Regions from separate parts of the Triticum aestivum genome. Here region 1 is linked to region 2. The links are chromatin contacts, called in public Hi-C maps. All regions are on one chromosome and are shown on one strand. The core of a region is the stretch at or near the end of the contact, and the rest is flanking DNA. Distances in the headings are between cores, read along the strand shown.

Region 1 (3,203 bases), core at 543-3,042, 210 kb after region 2:
TCAGCGTCAAGGGGCTGGTTTGCAGTAGATGCTCTTAGGCCTTAAAAAAGACAATAAAACCACGCAAGCTGGATGGATTGGGAACAAAAGATTACTGCAAAATGCAGAAGCTCTGTGCGCGCCATAGGACGATAATTATGTAGAGAGGACAACAACCAAGAGGGTGAAGGAAGAACGAGCCAATGAAAAAACGCCGTCGGTGGTGCGCTCAGGCAGAGCCGGAAACGCCGTCGGTCGCCGCCAAAGGAATAATCAGAAGCTCGTGGAAGGCTATGAAAGTCTGAAGAAGGGTTTTCATCCACCTACTCGGCGGTTCGGTCGGCCGACACGGTGTGCCACATTTATCTAAACAAAATGAAATGATCACACAACGCACGAGCAGTTTTTCACTAGGCGAAGAAAAGGGCGTCTGCAACTCTGCATCATCTCCATGGATGGATTCCCCCAAAACCATGCAAGTTGTTGTTGATCCACTCGATTCAGTCATTTTTGCACGCTAAAGGAAACGCCAAGCTGCCACCGGGACGGACCGGACAGTTCAATCAAGTCCTCCGGATGGCCCCACCGGTTTTTTCTTTTCAGATGATGCCTGGACCCCTTGAGACTGGGCCTGGGCCGGTCTACATTTTGTCACACGCTTTTCGCACCAAACTTTCCGGCAGTTTCTTAATCGCTTTATCGTGCACCTGCAGCACACCTCACACACAACACACCAAACACCGCTACAGTACTTGTAGGATGTGGTACCACACAAGAAATCTACACCCTTGGATCCTCACGGAAATTGCAAAAAAAGAAAGAAAGGAAAACAACAATTCCTCCAAAAGGATTTCTTAAACATTGAAACTCTTTAATTTATTTAATTCAAAGAGAGAAACAGCACTGTTCATCCAAAATGAAAGACGACTTTTTTAGATTTGGTGTCACCTCCGATGCTGCCTTTTCTTTTCCCGGTTAGGTTCCATGTTCCAATCCCCCACCAGCAAAGAGATGTCCCCTCCCTCTCCTCTCCCCCTCCAGCTAAAAAAAAATGTCTTGCGTTGCTTTGGCTTAAAGTTAAGGCATGGATGGGATTAGCACAGGATTAGGTCTAAGGTGCGTTAATTAAAAGGGAGGAGGAGGGGCAAAGCAAAAGCTGCAGGTCACCTAATATTCTTCTGGGCTACTAGTATAACGGATGGATGGATCTGGGGCCTCTGCCACACCTCCAATGCCAGTCCAAATTATCCAATAAGCTTTGCATATTAACCTGCAGCAAGAATATTTATAACAGTACTATACTCTCGTATTTGCAGAGGAAGCAGCAGCAGTATTTTCCCTAAAAAAAATTGAGCTACAATTGATTTGGATATTCTCATAGGTTGTTGTTAACTATTTGGAGCTTGTGTGTAGTTAATGTGAGGTGTCTGAGAGGTGGTACTAGTACTGTACTTTGGTTGCTTGCTCTGTTTTTCCGGGTGTTTGCTTGTGAAAACCAGCCATAGGAAACTGCCAGGTAAAGGCACCCTAGTCCAGTCCAACGAGTCTAAGCTTTTGTAAATAAAAAAGGAACTTTTCTCAACAACAAGAACAAAAAACTGAAGTACTAGTACTACTAGTAGCAATATTAATCAGGTTTAAGAAATGCTTAATTTTGCACAGAAGTAATCAGGAACTAGGGTGCCAGGTGTGCCCCAATTTCACCTCAGTTTCCGCGTCGGCGGTCGTTGCCGGATCAGATCTCCGCGATCCCAGAGGCAAGCATGTCTCAACCGAACTGAACCATCGAGGCACAGCACAGCACAGCACAACCTCGACAGTGAAAAGAGATGAATCAATGGCGGAGGTGAAAACCCAGACCCAGGAGCAGCAGCACCATAGCTGTTGAGGGACAGGCAAGTGTCACCGCACTCCTCCCGCCCTCTTTAAACGCCACCCTCACCAACCACCCCCAACGCCATTGCCGTTTTCACCCCCACCACCGAGCAAGGATTCACCATCCCCCTCCCCTTCCCCTCGCCCTCGCCCCATCCCGCCTACTACCTTCCATCCTGATCTTCTTCTTCCCCACCCCCTTCCCCAGGCGGGCACATTCCTCCTCCCCCAAATCTTGGTGCTGATCTAGCGCCGCTGCCCCCCACATTAATTGTCCTTCCCCCATCTTGCTCCATCCGCATTGATTCACGGGCAAGCAGACAGGGCGGCTTCTAGCTCTCGTCACCCCCGCAGAGTCCAATCCTTCGGTCTTTGGGCCTCGTTGGTTCTTGATCTGGGAGGGGAGGCGAGGTGATCTGTGGCGGGCCGTGATTTGATCTGAAAGTTGTGATTTTTTGGGGGGAGGGGTCGGAGGATTTGTGTGTCGGGCCGTCATGGGGACGGGGGCGGTGGCGCCGGAGCGGCCGAAGCAGCGGCGGGGGGGGCACCTGTGGAAGCGCGCGGTGCTCCACTTCTCGCTCTGCTTCGTCATGGGCTTCTTCACCGGCTTCGCGCCCTCCTCCTCCTCCTCCTGGAGGCCCGGCGGCGGGGCCGGCACGCCGCCGCCGCTTCTCGCGGCGGAGCAGCTCGCCGCGTCCCGTGTCGCCGGCAGCAGGGACCAGCACATCAGCCTGGCGCCGCCCTCGCCGGAGGGCGCGGCGGCGGCTGGCGGGGGCGGCGCGGTGGTCGACCTGGACGACGACGAGGAGAGCGGCCCGAGGAGGATGCTGATAGTGGTTACCACGACCAGGTCCGGGGCCGGGGAGCGGCGGCGCAGGCGGCCGGAGCTGCTGCGGCTCGCCCACACACTGCGCCTGGTGCGCCCCCCGGTCGTCTGGGTGGTGGTGGAGCCGGCGGCCGACGCGCCCGCCACGGCCGAGGTGCTCCGGGGCACCGGGGTCATGTACCGGCACCTGGCCTTCCGCCCCGAGGAGAACTTCACCACCGCCGCCGCCGAGGCCCACGCGCAGCGCAACGCCGCGCTCGCGCACGTCGAGAAGCACCGTCTCTCCGGCGTCGTCCACTTCGCCGACGCCGCCGGCGTCTACGACACCCACTTCTTCGAGGAGATCCGCCAGATCGAGTGAGTACCAAATCTTAACCCATTCATTCCCTCTGCTTCCTTCGTTCTGAGCCAAAATCTTAATTTCTACTCCTAGATTGCAAATTATACAATGTGCCAAACTGACTGTTTTTACTTGCTGATTTCGACACACAAATGCTGGAACTTCTCTTCTTTTCACCGTTCT
Region 2 (2,999 bases), core at 156-2,655:
GTGTGTGCAGCTCTCCACGTTCACGTGCCTCCATTAGACAGTCTCTCATTTGTTTTGCATCATGTGATCATATACTTTACTACTTATATTTTTTTCCTCTCTTTGTTTCGTCGTATCCCCGGTGCACTTGCTGCTGTCGTCGTGTTGGTGGCACGCAGCCCATGTTTCTTCCGGGTGCTGGAGCGAAGCTAGAGACGCATGCATACAGTTGAAGCGTTGGTAGTCGGGTCGGTTTTCCGGCGGTTCGTTTTCCTTTTGTTTTTCTTGTGCAGACAGTTGTGGTCCTATTTTGTATGCTGTCATGCTCTGGGAGTTGGGTCATTTTCCATCTATGGTGGCATGCCGGCAATCTACAAGAGGATTTGGAAGCGTCCGGCAAGCAAGCCTTGACACTCTCTGAAGCACACCTCCACCTCCCTGGGCCAGGCTCCTCACTAGCTGAACATTCACTGCCTGAAAGTGAGCACAGCATAGCTCCTCCACTAGTGCAACGAACCCAAGCGCCTACCCGAACTCCGATCGATCTCTTCAACAAGTCTGTGTTTCGCTTGTAACATTCGTATGCAAGTGTGTGTGTTTTTCGAAACAGAGCCAAAAGATTTGTCCCGCTCATTAATTAAGTAGAAGAGAGTTGTTTGGTTAATTAACATAAAACCATATGCCAAATCCGTCACAAACCATCGAGCGGCACACACACATGCTAGTGCCTAGTGAGTACACCCTCGGGTCATGGTCATCACTTCTTCCCAACAGGTGTCATCGTCCTCTCTAATCTTCGAGTCCGGCCTCACCGTAGACGAAAATCGACCCAACCCTCGCCGTAGAGAGGCCATACAGAAACAAGAAGACTTGTGTGCCAGGGGTGGCATTCTCTGTACCGTTGGAAACAAATTTCTGGATTTCCATATGATTTACCTTGCTACCTTGGTCCAGGGGTGGCATTGAACACGATCCGGGACCGTGACGTGAATTGCACGAGCGTGCAGATAAATGTTCAATAATGCACCGGTCCATACGTACGGTATGGTGCATGCATGGCCTGTAGCAATCTTAGGTACTAGCGACGTAACTAGATTTGCAGTGATCTTGGAAGCTAGCTGCTGCCAGAGCATGACAAGCGTACGTGCAGTCGTGCAGGCATTGCAATGCAAGTAGTAGCACGTTGCTTTGTCCCCGGCCATAGATAAAACTCAATCGCGAAGGATGGTGTTCCGGGGCGCCACCGCGAAGCAACCCGGTGCTGCTGCTTTACGACCTTTCTCCGAAATTAATAGCGCTGAAATGAGTGTATCTAAATTCTAATACAACGTTTCCTGTGCAAAATTGCGGCGAAGTACGTTCCAAAACGCGCGGCCGGCTTCTTCTGCGCGGTGCGGACGTCTGTGTTCCTGTGTCGGCGTCTCACCCGACTGGCACTCGTGTCGATTTCACGACAACTGTGATCTACCCACACCCACATGCAAGCAAGTACTGATCACATGCCAGCGACTTGTGTCTGTGAAGCCACGAGAGAAACATCTTGCGTCCATCCAATATACACGTATGGTAGGTACCAAATGTCCAAATCTACCAGTGCATTTGGAAGTCAAGTAAGTCTGAACTCTCAAGCCATCGTCTTCGGGTCTATAGCTGAGCATCCGCTGTCCGATAGTGACCACAGCCCAACTCTCCGGTGGACCAAACCAAAACCATACCAAACCGAACGTGCACTGGGGGTACTCTCTGGTTTCCACATGTTTGTGGGTTTAAACACAACTGTCACCCCTAGGCCTCCGCAGCGATTGATGCGCACACAGCCATGTACGACCTTGTACAGTGCAAGGTGCTTCGGAGAGGTGTTTAAAAAAAATAAACCAGTTTTTTTACGCACTAATACTTATTTATAGAGGGCAAATCGCTTTATTTTACGAAGCACTTTCTTAAGCAACTTGCATTGTAAAAGGCCTAAGGGTTGTTGATAAACTTGGCAATGTTGTTACCAGAGAAGTTTGTAGTAGACTATCTATATTCCCAAAGATTGGTCCGAGGAACCATCGGGATCTGAAACAAACTTCTGCATTGGTACGAGTTGCTGCTACTCCCATAATGCAGTACATATAGATTTTTTGAAAAGTCAAACTTTGCAAAGTTTGACCAAGTTTATAGAGAAAACTATTTATATCTGTAATATCAAATGTATGAAATATAAAACTACACCATATGATGAATCTAACAATATATGTTTAGCATTCATACCCACAAACTTGGTCAAAGTAGGTATGGTTTGACTTTTCAAAAAAAAAAGCACTACATAATGGAAATGAGAGTATTTGTAAAGGGATTGGCTAGGTGTGAGGTGACTGAAAACTAATTTTGGTTCAGACACTTTTTCTATTGTCCTTGATTGGTGTGCGTTCTGCCCTGTAGTATTACGCCATGCATGCATGCATGCAGATACATGCAAACTGCTCGGTCATGCTGCGTGCCTTTCGATTTTTGATTCTGCTGGTTGAGTTTGACTAGAACGATTTTCTAACATACCAGGCTTACAAAAATCTTATCTTTTCTTTTCTACATTAGGTAAAATAAAAAAAATAAAAAAATTAAAATTGGACCCAGAAATATCAGTGCATGGATGGGAGATAAAAAATGATCATATTTGTATTGGTTACTTTTTCTTATGAGTAAATAAAGACAATAACTTTTTCACAAAAGATAAATAAATACACACGTTAAAAAAAGTCTGGTCTCAACCGACTTTTAAGAGGAGAACTCGGCCAAATGCAACCAATAAACAAAAGCCCATCACATATTTGAGCTTGCTCTGAAATATACCAAAAAATGACATAGTAAGACATAAGAAAAAAATAATAAATAAACAAAAATAAAAGTAATAAAGATACAAAAATAAGTTTTCTAAGAAAGAATGAATTAGTGGCATGAGTATTACCCTTTACATAAGAAAATAAAGAAAAATAATACAAAGACTGGTAATATTTGCACACTATTTACACAAAAAA

What was found. Hi-C and Micro-C count contacts between places; a contact is called where the count stands out from the background.
Region 1: a contact with region 2 is called in a Hi-C map of leaf, with 4 times the contacts expected there. The contact joins the promoter of LOC123180205 here to the enhancer-like site in region 2. A contact is called at or near these places in 2 of 5 Hi-C or Micro-C datasets (both in leaf).

What each region holds. Positions count from the first base shown.
Region 1 is chr1D:48,719,098-48,722,300 of IWGSC CS RefSeq v2.1, forward strand. LOC123180205 (probable beta-1,4-xylosyltransferase GT43A) reads left to right here and starts at 1,793. Exons shown (of 3, transcript XM_044592182.1): 1 at 1,793-3,037. The coding sequence starts at 2,349.
Region 2 is chr1D:48,513,491-48,516,489 of IWGSC CS RefSeq v2.1, forward strand. No RefSeq gene overlaps it. Among protein-coding and RNA genes, the nearest start is that of LOC123164907, 200 kb to the left of the region's middle. Within about 2 kb of position 1,406, at least 5 of the 8 cell types and tissues checked have an H3K27ac peak or open chromatin away from gene starts, as enhancers often do. A contact at or near this core is called in leaf, where this site is marked.